Linked DNA regions of Pan troglodytes: region 2 is linked to region 1. Evidence: chromatin contacts called from public HiChIP or PLAC-seq data. All regions are on one chromosome and are shown on one strand. Each heading gives the region's core, a stretch centred on a gene start, on an enhancer-like site or on the middle of the called end of the contact. The rest is flanking DNA. Distances are from core to core; before and after follow the strand shown. Region 1 holds the start of DCAF5 (DDB1 and CUL4 associated factor 5). Region 2 holds the start of EXD2 (exonuclease 3'-5' domain containing 2).

Region 1 (5,716 bases), core at 2,673-5,172:
AGATGACCAATAAATAATTTACCTTTTAAAATTTAAATGTTGACAGGCCGAGGTGGCTCATGCCTGTAGTCACAGCACTTTGGGAGGACAAGGAGGATAGCTTAAAGCCAGGAGTTCAAGATCAGCCTCAGCGACAAAATGGTAAAACATTTTTTAAAAAATTAGCCAGGCATGGTGGCATACACCTGTAGTCCCAACTACTCAGGAGGCTGAGGTGAGAGGATCACTTGAGTCCAGGAGTTCCAGGCTGCTGTGAGCTATGATTTTACCACTGCACTCCAGCCTGGGCAACAGAGAGACCCTGTCTTTAAAAAGTTAAAAATAAATGTTTGATCTCTGCATGAATTAACATCTCTTTTTATGAATAGTGGTTTATTTTAAAGTTGAAAATATTTTGAATAAAACATTTCTGAGCATATTAGTATCCATATGTAGTACTCAATATGCTAAGATTTAATAAAAGTTTCAGAAGGGCTTAGTATTTTCTCAGTTAAAAAAACAAAACAAACAAACAAAAAAAACAGCCAGGCTAGGTGGCTCATGCCTGTAATCCCTTTACTTTGGGAGGTGAAGGCTGGAGGATCATTTGAGCCAAGAGTCTGAGAGCAGCCTGGGCAACATGGAGAAACCCCATCTACAAAAAATACAAGAATTAGCTGAGTGTGGCAGTGTGAACCTGTAGTTCCAGCTACTCAGGAGGCTGAGGTAGGAGAATCACTGGAGCCTGGGAGGTCAAGGCTGCACTGAGCAAAGATCACACCATTGCACTCCAGTCTGGGTGACAGAGCCAGACCCTGTCTCAAAATAAATAAATAAATAAAATTTAAAAACACAGTTTCTAATGTTTGAGCATTTCCTTAGCATTCAATCAGTTTTTAAAGAGTCCTTACTCTTTCTTCAGCAATATTGGAGTCAAACAAAATAGAAGTCAAAGAGTAAATACATTTCTGGGAATTCTACATTTGACCAGTATTCAACCTATGGTGAAGCAATTAAGAGTTCTTGGGTTAAGCAATTTCCATATCTTTGTTTTTCCAGAATGAATTTCCAAATCAGTGTTTCAAGGCTTCCTAAGTATGAATGTTAATACACATAAGTTTCTGGGTTTAGGAAAGAAAAATATGAGTTTTTCACTCTTCTCCCTCTTCCTCCACACATTCTCTGCAGTGGTTCAATTTACTCAGAAGTAATTTCATTTGCTATTTTAAAGCTAAGTACACTGGCCTTTTCACTATAAATGCCTATATGAAAAACACAAAGCTCATGTGGTCATCAAAGCTGATTAAATGTTTGTGGTATTGCAATTTTGTTACAGGTGTGGTAAAAAAGTTTGTGGTATGTAGTTATGTACCATATTATTAGTTTGCAATAAATGACACAAGGGACTACGTTAAATTCCTAGTAAAAGCAAATTGATATTATGGAGTTTCATCTTTTGAAGTTGGTTATAAGTAGGTGGCCAGATTGAGCAAATAAAAAATTCAGGATGCCCAATTCGAGTTTCAAATAAACAATATCAGTATATCTCAAATATTTTATGGGGTATACTTAAACATTCGTTGTTTATCTGAAATTCATACCAAATTGGGTATCCTCCATTTTATCCAACAACTCTTAATTATAGGAATAGGAAGATATTTCATTCAGGCTTATAAAAATCTGGCCAGACTAGCAGTAGGATATAAACAGACTAGGTGGTCCTACCTTTCTGTCACTGTTGGTCACCCAACAGTTAAGGAAGTTTCCAGCAAAGTCCTAGATTTGGGCTGGCATGTGACCAGATGCTGGTCTATTTTTATGCTGAGGTAAATGGGACAATTTTCCCAGGAATTCAGTAAAAACTGTAAAGGGGGTATGTGCTTAAGAGGGCAGAGGAGGATGCGTATTATACACTGCCACAGTAAAGGCCACTTCGAACAAATCTCCCCCACCCCAGGCAAATAGGTATAAATGATGGCCTATTAACTGGAAGAAGTCAGAGGGGGTTTTGAATGTGTGGACTGAGTATGCCAAGCAAAGGAACAGTGAGCAGGGAAACTGGCCTTGGAACAAGTGGATTCCACTGGAATGAAACAGGTCAAACTCAACATATCCAAACCGGAAAGCACGACCTTTCCCTTCAAACTCCTCCCCACTCCCTAAGTACATTCATGAATTCAGCAAGTATTAAAGCGGCCACTAGTGCCAGCAAGTACTGGCTCCAGGCATACACCCTTGAGCAGAACAGACGTAGTCCCTGCTCTCAGAGAACTTACAGCAGAGTGGGGAGACTCCTATCATCACAAAAATAAATGATTAATTACACATTTTGACATTGCTATGACAGAAGGATGTTTGGTGCTATACATCTTTAATAAAGCTGGTATACTGCTACTAATTTTCAGGTGGTGATTATAATGAATAAACACAAAGGATTATTAGAAGGCATCCTGAGGATAAAACCTTTTAAGTACCACATAGTTTCCTATTTAGGGGAACAATATTCCATTAAAATTCACATTTTTGTTATTTGATTTCTTTCTTTTAAAAATTTATTTATTTTTTGCCCTTTTCCCCAAGTTCTGATGGAATTTGGTTTCTGTTTAGTAATGTTTGCTAGAATATGTACTTTTATATGAAACATTTGCATATTTGTTATTAGTACGATTAATCGTATTGTCACTGAACAAAAAGTAGAAGTAAATAATTTTGTTTGACGGGTAAACCTCTTCCATGTTCAGCCGATCTTTTTTTAAAAAAAGTATTATTATTTTCCCCAGATCAGAGATGTACAGCCCATCTTTCAATGATGATTCTACTCAACTGCTCCTGTGCCATCTCTGGTCCAGAGGATGTAATTCCTGCTAACTTGAAAGGGCAAAACTGACAAGTGCCTATTTCAGTAGCTTATTACCACTTAATGACAGAGGATAGCTTCCAGGAAAAGTACTATAATACATCGAAAAGGGGACTTTTAACTGTATCTGGTAGAATTCCAAAGCACTTAACACCCACTAGGGTCAACGCGGTGACTCCCATCCTACTGAAGTGCAGCCACTTCTGGCCTGGAGCGCAGCTGCTGGTTAACAGCTGTCCAACCTCAGTGCTCCCCACTCGAGACCTTTAAGAGGAGCTCACCGAACCCAATTAAATAACATATATCGTTAGTTTCAAATCACGCTTCTTGTCGTGCAAATTTATCTGGAACGGAGAGAAGTACCTCGTGCTTCTCGGGACTTCATCAACTCGGTTTTGGCAATTTTCTTCCTACTTCTTTATCCCTTTCTCTTTCCCCCCATGTACCACTCTAATCTGCCAAACGGAACAATTTAGCCTTTTTCAACTAAAGGACCGGAGGAAGGGAGAGTTAGAGAACTGGACTTGGGGATGAGCGGTGGTGTTAAACATTTACCGGGAGAGGGGAAGGGGCGAGTGCGCGAACAAAACCCCCAGGCAACGTTCCTCCAAGTGTGCGGCCCTACCTCCCGGTTCCCCCGCCTCGGGCAGGGCCGGACTGCCCAAGGCAGAGGCCAGCAGAGGAAGGAGGGCCGGAGCCCCCGCCCGCACCTTCCCCCACTCCAGCCGCATTTTCCCCGAACTCGTACGGGCGCTGGCCTCCGGGCAGCAGCCGGCCCGCGGGTCCCCGCGGGAGGAAGGCGAGCCAAAGCCCGGCGGCCACTCGGCTTGTTACGCGCATTCAACTCCGCGGAGTGCGGGGCGCTGGGGTGCAGAGGGGTCTCCGCCCGGCGCCACCCAGGTCCCCAGGCGGGAAGCGGCTCAACTGGGAAAGCAGCCGGCGCCCGTGGTCTCCGGGCCGGCCGCCCGCGTTCTTCCGGCCAGCCCCCCGCGGAGGGGAGGGGCGCCGACGCCGCGTTCTCGGGGCCCCGCAGCCGGCGGAAGGGCCGCGCATCGCGGAAGCGCGGCGGCAGCTGAGGATCAGCTGCCGGAGGAGGCGGAGAGGCAGAGGGAGGAGCCTCGGGGGGAAGGAGAGGGAGGGGACCGTCAGGAAGCCGCGAACGCCGCCGAGTGTCTGCACACCTCGCTCTGCCTGCCATGGCTGGTTAAAGAACCATCCGGATCGCAGCGCGGGGGGAGGGCCGGGTGGGGGGAGCAGCGGCCGCGCGTGAGGCCGAGGGAGGGGCGGCGGCGTGAGCGGCGGCGGCGGCGGTTCCAGCATGAAGAGGAGAGCTGGCCTGGGGGGCAGCATGAGGTCAGTGGTGGGCTTCTTGTCCCAGCGGGGCTTGCATGGGGACCCCCTGCTCACTCAGGACTTTCAGAGGAGACGCCTGCGGGGCTGCAGAAACCTCTACAAGAAGGACCTCCTCGGCCACTTCGGCTGTGTCAATGCCATTGAATTCTCCAACAATGGAGGCCAGTGGCTGGTCTCAGGTAAATCAACCCCCTTCCCCTCCCCGCGCCTCCCCGCACCCTCCCAGCCTCCCCCTCTCGCTCTCCCCCGTCACCCTCCTCCTGCCCTCTGTCCCCACCCCCTCCCTTTCTCTACCCCCTTCTGCGGTGGGAAGGTTTGGTGTCAAATTAAAACCATTGCAGGGGGAGGGGAAGGAGAGGATGTCTTCTATAAAAAAGACCTAAAATGGTTGACAGCTCCTTAATTCGCTTTATCCCAAGTGCAAAGTGATCTCTCCTGATGCCTGCCCTGAAAGTGGAGGTCGGGGAGGGGGGCGAGGTTACCGCTCGACAAAGTTTGACGGCAAACTCTTCCTCCGCGTACTTTAAAAGGTGCTGGGGGCATTTTGGGGATGTGGAGGGTGAGGAGGCCGAGGAGCGCCGGAGGCAAGGGGGAGCTGAAGCCCCCGTCGCCGGCGTTAAGGAAAAGGGGTCTTGGGGCTGGGAAGCGGGCGGTGACAGACCCGGACGCCGAGGGGCCGGGGGCTGCGACCCGGGGGCTGGCGGGGTCTGCAGAGGGGAAGTGACTGGGGCGGTAGGGTCGCTGTGGGCCGCCCCCCTCGGCGCTCTTAGAGGCCCAGCACCATCGCCTTTCGTTCGGTTGTGGCCTCTTCTGCGTCTTGTTTTTAATACAGTTTCGAGAGTGGCGAGGGCTGTGGAGGCTAAAGGGCACCAGCCTGAACTTGAATGCGCAACTTGCGAGGCAGGCGGTAGGGTGGGGGACCCCCGGGAGACTTGTTGGCGGGAGCCCGGCGCCCCGCACCCCGTTTCCCGCGGCCGCTGTTGCAAGTGGTCTCTGCTTCTCCTCCCTCTCGCCCAGACGGGCCTGGTTGCCCCCGGGCTCTCCCTCTGGTTTGGGGAAAGTGGCGAAATCGAGGCCGGGGCTCCGGCCGGGCGGTGTAGGCCTCGCTCTCCCGGGGCGCCTAGCGACAGGCAGCTGAATCGATAGCCTATTGCTCCCGGGGAGGCCCGGGCCCCGCGGGCCGCGGCGACAGCTGCCCCTGGGGAGGTGCGCCTGCTGCCGGTGGGGGCGCTCGCCGCCGTCGTCCCCTCCTCCCTGGGGTCGCGGGCCCAGGGCAGGGGCGGATGGGAATGGGCCTACGTGAGGGCTAGGGGGCGGCTCCCCGAAACCTGGCTCAGGGGAGGGGGGGTGAAGACGGCTGATTGGGCGTTCCTGCTTGGCTGCTGCCCTCTTCTGTCCCTTTTCCTATATTGGGAGGGATGAAGGGGGAACCCAGCGCTGGACGTGGCGCTTAGCTTCACCCAGGTCGGTCCCCGAATGTCTTTCTAATTTGTGTCCGTGAGCAGCTCGCCAGAAACTTCTGGGATC
Region 2 (5,845 bases), core at 1,746-4,245, 40 kb before region 1:
TTCAAGAATGGACTGACTAGGCCGGGCGCGGTGGCTCACGCCTGTAATCCCAGCACTTTGGGAGGCCGAGGCAGGTGGATCACAAGGTCAGGAGATCGAGACCATCCTAGCGAACACGGTGAAACCCCATCTCTACTAAAAATACAAAAAATTAGCCAGGCGAGGTGGTGGGCGCCTGTAGTCCCAGCTACTTGGGAGGCTGAGGCAGGAGAATGGCATGAACTCGGGAGGCAGAGGTTGCAGTGAGCTGAGATCGCGCCACTGCACTCCAGCCTGGGCGACACAGCGAGACTCCGACTCAAAAAAAAAAAAAAAAAAAGAATGGACTGACTGTTCGAGGTGACAGTATTTGGAAAACAACAATTACACACACACAATTCCAGAGGAATTAAAGAAAAAAAACTATTCCCACAAGAAGAACTTCAAGGAGAAAACAGAGCTTTAGGAGAAAACCCTCCTCTCTCTAAAAGTAGAGAAGGATTTTTCAACTTCAGCACAATTGACATTTTTGGCTGGTGAAATTCTTTGTTGTGGGAAGCTTTCCCGTGCGCTGTAGGATGTTTAGCAGCACCCCTCGCTTTTACTCACTAGATAACCAATAGCAGCACCATCCTAGTGGAACAAACAAAAAATGTTTACAGACATTGCCAAATAACCCCGACAGCAAAAATCTCTGCCATTTAAGAACCACTCGGATTGGGAATGATAGCCACAAAATACAAACACACACATAACAGACTGATAAATTAAAACCTAAAATTTTAAACTTTGTTTCAACAAAGATGCCATATAGTTAAAAGACAAGCAACAACTTAAAAAAGCAATAAGCAGGGAGTAAATATTATAAACACATATGAATAACAAAAGATCAAAATCCAGAACATATAAAATACTATTATAAATCAATAAGGAAAAGACAATCTAATAGAAAGAGATGTTTCTCAAAAGAGGAAATACAAATGGCTGACAATCATGAAGATGTTCAATCTCAATAGTAATCAGGGGAATGCAAATTAAAACAGCAATGAGAAATCACTTTTCCATCCATCAGATTGGCAAAAACAAAAAAGATCGATACCATTAAATGATCAAAAGAGCATGGTGGGCCAGACACGGTGGCTCACACCTGTAATCCCATCACTTCGGGAGGCCAAGGCGGGCGGATCACTCGAGGTTAGGAGTTTGAGACCAGCCTGGCAAATACGGTGAAACCCCGTCTCTACTAAAAATACAAAAATTAGCCAGGCGTGGTAGCGGGTGCCTGTAATACCAGCTACTCGCGAGGCTGAGGCAGGAGAATCGCTTGAACCTGGGAGGCAGAGGCTGCAGTGAGCCGAGATAAAGCCACCGCACTCCAACCTGGGCAACAGAGCAAGACTCTGTCTCAAAATAAAAATAAAAAAAAGAGAGAGAGAGAATGGAGGAAATTATTATCCACTGTGGGTGGCAGTTTGGCATTCCTAAATCCCCATACTCTCCCACCCAGCAATTCCACCTGCAGGTACCCATCCTTGAGAAATGCTCTCACATGGGCTCTCACAGAGGTGTGTGGGAAGGATGTTCTCCGCCATACTGTGTCTAACAATGAAAAACTGGAAACAATCTATGGAATCTTACATAACCACGGAATTTACAGAGCAAGTAGAAAAAATAGGTAGATCTCTAGGTACTGACAAAGAAAAAATTCCAAGACCCGTTTTTAAGCATAAAACGTCAAGTTGTGTAATGCATAAAACATGCATATTTGTAAAAGTTTAAAGCGAAATCTTACAAACATATATCTTATACGTACACATACTTGTCAAATAAATGCAAAGAAAAATACACACAAACTGACAACGGTTCTTATTTTGTGGGAAAGGGACTGGTAAAGAAGGTGGAGATGGAAAAAAAAACAAAATCAAAGAGGATCTGTCTTCCACACTCCCCACCCTCACCACCAAGAACATCAAGCTAAGAAAGATCTGTCTTGTTTAAAATTTTTACATAATTTTGTTACAAGGCTTTATGCACGGACTATAACTAGAATATTTTAAAAATACATTTTTAAAACAAGCTCAACTTGACCAAATTTAATCCATCTTCCCCGCTGCGCCCCAACCCGCACTTCCTAATTCCTATGATTAACAAAACCTTTCAATTCCTTCTATCCTTGGAACAGAACTAAGAAAATAAAGTATAATTTCAATTTTGTGTTTTTGAGGAGAGGGTATATAAAGGAGTTTGAATGTTGGAATCATATCAAAAGCTTATCGGGGGATTGGTTTGTTTGTATTTTAAGGAGCAGATGTCAATTTTGTAATAAATAATGATTAAGGTTCTTAGTTTTGATCCATCCCAGGGATGTGAAAAGCGAAAGAGGTGGCTCCCGGCAAGGCCCAGAGCAGGGTGTGGTCTGGGAGTCAGGGATGGTAGCGAGGGTGGCGGCTCACACGAATCCAGGGGAGAAAACAGCAGCTGTTGCCGCGTCGAACCCGCAGCGCCCGAGGAGCTACCAGGTGCCGCGGGAGGGGCCTCCTTTTTAGCTGACTGGGACACGCAGCCTCGAAGGTCTGGTAGAGTCTCCCAGGGAGAGGGTAAGGGGGTCGAAAGGAGAGGCCCAAGGAGGGCGTGGGAGGCCGCGGGCAGGGGTGAGGCCCTCCTTGCGCACCTGGGTGCTGAACCGCCCCGCCGTGTGCGACGGGGGCGAGGGGGTCACGCCGAGGGGCGGGGAGAGGGGCAGGGCCAACTCGCTCCGGGACAGCGGGATCCCCGCAATGTCAGCCCCGTACAGGGTAATATCCCCCCGCTCCACGACCCCTCTTAGTCTGCACTGGAAGCACCCCCTGCCCCGCGCACAATCCTGGTGCAAGGCTTCGACGGCTTCTGAGCCTCACTTACCTGCTGTCTCGGACTGGGCCGCACACCTGCAGCGGGCTCACGTTAAAGACCTGGAACCTGTGCGGCCGCCTGCGCGCACCCACCCGGATTCACTAGGGCCGTAACCACTTCCGTTCCTGCGACAGGCCTGGAGGACGTAATCCCAGCTGGCGTGTGGGAACGGGCAACGCCATTTTGTACGGAAGCTACTGGGGCAGGTGATGCCTACCCAGTCTCTCTCCTCTGTTGAACAAAGGATCTGTTAAAATTGGAAGGGCTTAACGTCTTCTTCAGAAAAGTGACGCATTTGTTACTGGGATGGTATGTTTGTGTTTTGGTTTTGGCTTTGAAGGGAGAAACCTCCAGAACTCTCACAAATGTAATATGGGACATCGAATTTTCATTCTTTAGTATCCTGCGTACTGTTTTTCTGCTAAACGATAACAGTAAATAGAAGGAAAGACACTGTATTTAAATAATGTAGTCTTCATTAGCAGTGCACATTATCCTATAGCCACTATAATAATTTTATGTACCCTCTTTTTTTTTTTTTTTTTTGTAGATACTGTCTCCCTACATTGCCTAGGCTGGTCTCGAACTCCTGGGCTCAAGCGAACCTCACAACTCGGCCTCCCAAAGTGCTGGGATTACAGGCGTGAATGCCCAACCTATGCCATCTTTTATAGCGATAACCACAATACTTTCTGTTTATATATTAAATCGTTCATCCAATCAGTCTTTATTAGCAATTATATGTGAGGCAGTTAATCTGTGCTACATGCATGCTTTTCCTTTCTCATGGAATGTGTAAAACAGAAGGAGAAATGAGATGTGCATAAATAACCAATATAAGGTATAATAATAGCTACCATTTGTTGACTTTGTGCTCACCTGTTGCTAGGAACTTTGCAAAGCATTTTACTTATTTTTTCTCCTTTAATCCCCATAACAACCCTGTGAGGCAGTACTATTATTAGTGCCGTTTTACATAAAATAGAAAAAGGTTAAATAACTTCCTCAAGGTAATTCAGCAAGTAAGCACCCGAGTTAGGAATCAAACCTCATATTTCTGATTGCAGAGCATGTGGCCCCATCCTTTATACTATATTGCCTTCAATACAAGGGCAAATGTTTTAAATTCCATTGAATGAGTACCCATGGGGGAAATTTCCAGCTATTATAGAGGATTAACTCCCTGAATTTTTATCTGCTCCATCTTGAAACACTTAAAAAACAAAGGATAAAGAGGAAATGCAAATTAAAACCACAATGAGATATAGCTAAATGAAAAAGAAAATATCAAGTATTGGCAAGATTGTGGAGCAACCACAACTCTCATATGCTCCTGAAGGGAACATAAATTGATGCAATCACTTTGTTTAACTGTTTGGCGGTATCAACTGAAGCTGAATATGTGAAAAGACTTTGTTCCAACAATTTCACTCCTAGCTGGGGCACAGTGGCTCAATGTGTCATCCCAGCACTTTAGGGATTTTCACTGTGTTGCCCAGGCTGGTCTTGAACTCCTGGCCTCAAGCGATCCTCCCACCTCGGCCTCCCAAAGTGCTGGGCATCATGGTGCGCACCTGTAGTCCCAGCTACTCCAGAAGCTTAGGCAGGAGGACCTCTTGATCCCTGGAGTTTGAGGCTGCAGTGAGTTGTGATCACACCACTGCAGTCCAGCATAGGTGACAGAGCTAGACCCTGTCTTGAAAACAAAAACAACAAAAAACAATTTTACTCCTAGTTATATATATGCAACTGAAATGTCTGCATGTATTCACGAAAAGGACATGTACAAAAAAAAGCTCATACCCATACTTTCAACAGCCCCAAACTGGAAACTACCCAAATATCCCTGCTATTAGAAGTCACTGTATATAATGATTAATCTTAGGGTAGTAATAACTGGAAGGGAACATGAGGAGGTTCACGAAGTGCTGATAATGTTCTATTTCTTAATCTGAGTGCGGCTTTACATGTGTGTTCAGGTTATATTTGTGAGCACTTTTCTGGTTTCATATATACTTCAATAAAAGGGTTTTTTAAAAATGATAGTAAAGGAGTGAAAAGTTTGTTAACCCAAAGAAGAAAGAACAGGAAAGGACATAGTACCAAACTAAAAAAAAAGATACAATTTTAAAAGATAGAAATTAGATTAGAATGGCAGTTACATTGCATGCTTGTATCAAAATATCTCATGTATCCCATAAATATGTACATCTACTGTGTGCCCACAAAAATTAAAAATTAAAAACAAAAAGAATAGCAGAATATTGACATTTGGAGGATTTCATAAAGAACTGTCTGGGTTCACAAGCAATCACTCTACATTAAGGCCCAGTCAACAAGACTCATCTGTGCATACAGAATTTCTAATCAGCTTTTAAAATACAGTTTCTCACTTTTAAATATGAGAAGACATCCAAGAATCACCAGTCATTATGGGAATGTCTGACATAATTAATTAACCTTTTCTAAGGAGCATGTATAGAACTATGTATAGAACCCTCCATTCCTGAGGAAGACAAAGAAAAGAACTATGTCCTCAACGATGTGAAAACACAAATTGTTCTCAAATATACTTTTCACATTTACAGGGAAGATTTACGAAAATTAATTTTGATTTAGGCCATTGATTATCTAACAGGTTGCTGTTTTTAAAATCAAATAATTTTTTAAAATGTAGGCTATTGAGCAACTTTCTACAAATTGCAAAAAATTGCTATCATATAGATTACATTCTCTAACTACATTGCAATTAAGTTAGAAATCAATAATGAGGCTGGGTGCAGTGGCTCATGCCTGTAATCCCAGCAGTTTGGGAGGCTGAGGCAGGTGGATCACCTGAGGTCAGGAGTTCAAGACCAGCCTGGCCAACATGGTGAAACCCTGTCTCTACTAAAAATACAAAAATTAGCCAGGCACAGTGGCCGATGCCTGTAATCCCAGCTACTTGGGAGACTGAGGCAGGAGAACTGCTTGA

The links. HiChIP or PLAC-seq counts read pairs in DNA pulled down with a chosen protein or histone mark.
Region 2: an H3K4me3 HiChIP or PLAC-seq map of stem cell-derived excitatory neurons shows a contact between it and region 1, with 2.4 times the contacts expected there. The contact joins the promoter of EXD2 here to the promoter of DCAF5 in region 1. A contact is called at or near these places in 1 of 7 Hi-C or Micro-C datasets (stem cell-derived neural progenitor cells) and 1 of 1 datasets of contacts at active chromatin or transcription factors (stem cell-derived excitatory neurons).

What each region holds. Positions count from the first base shown.
Region 1 is chr15:67,138,477-67,144,192 of NHGRI_mPanTro3-v2.0_pri, reverse strand. It overlaps DCAF5 (DDB1 and CUL4 associated factor 5), which reads left to right and starts at 3,922. Exons shown (of 9, transcript XM_510028.8): 1 at 3,922-4,368. The coding sequence starts at 4,155.
Region 2 is chr15:67,177,277-67,183,121 of NHGRI_mPanTro3-v2.0_pri, reverse strand. EXD2 (exonuclease 3'-5' domain containing 2) reads right to left here and starts at 2,995. Exons shown (of 10, transcript XM_009428014.5): 1 at 2,881-2,995. All of the region lies in intron 4 of LOC104002083 (a long non-coding RNA gene), which reads left to right.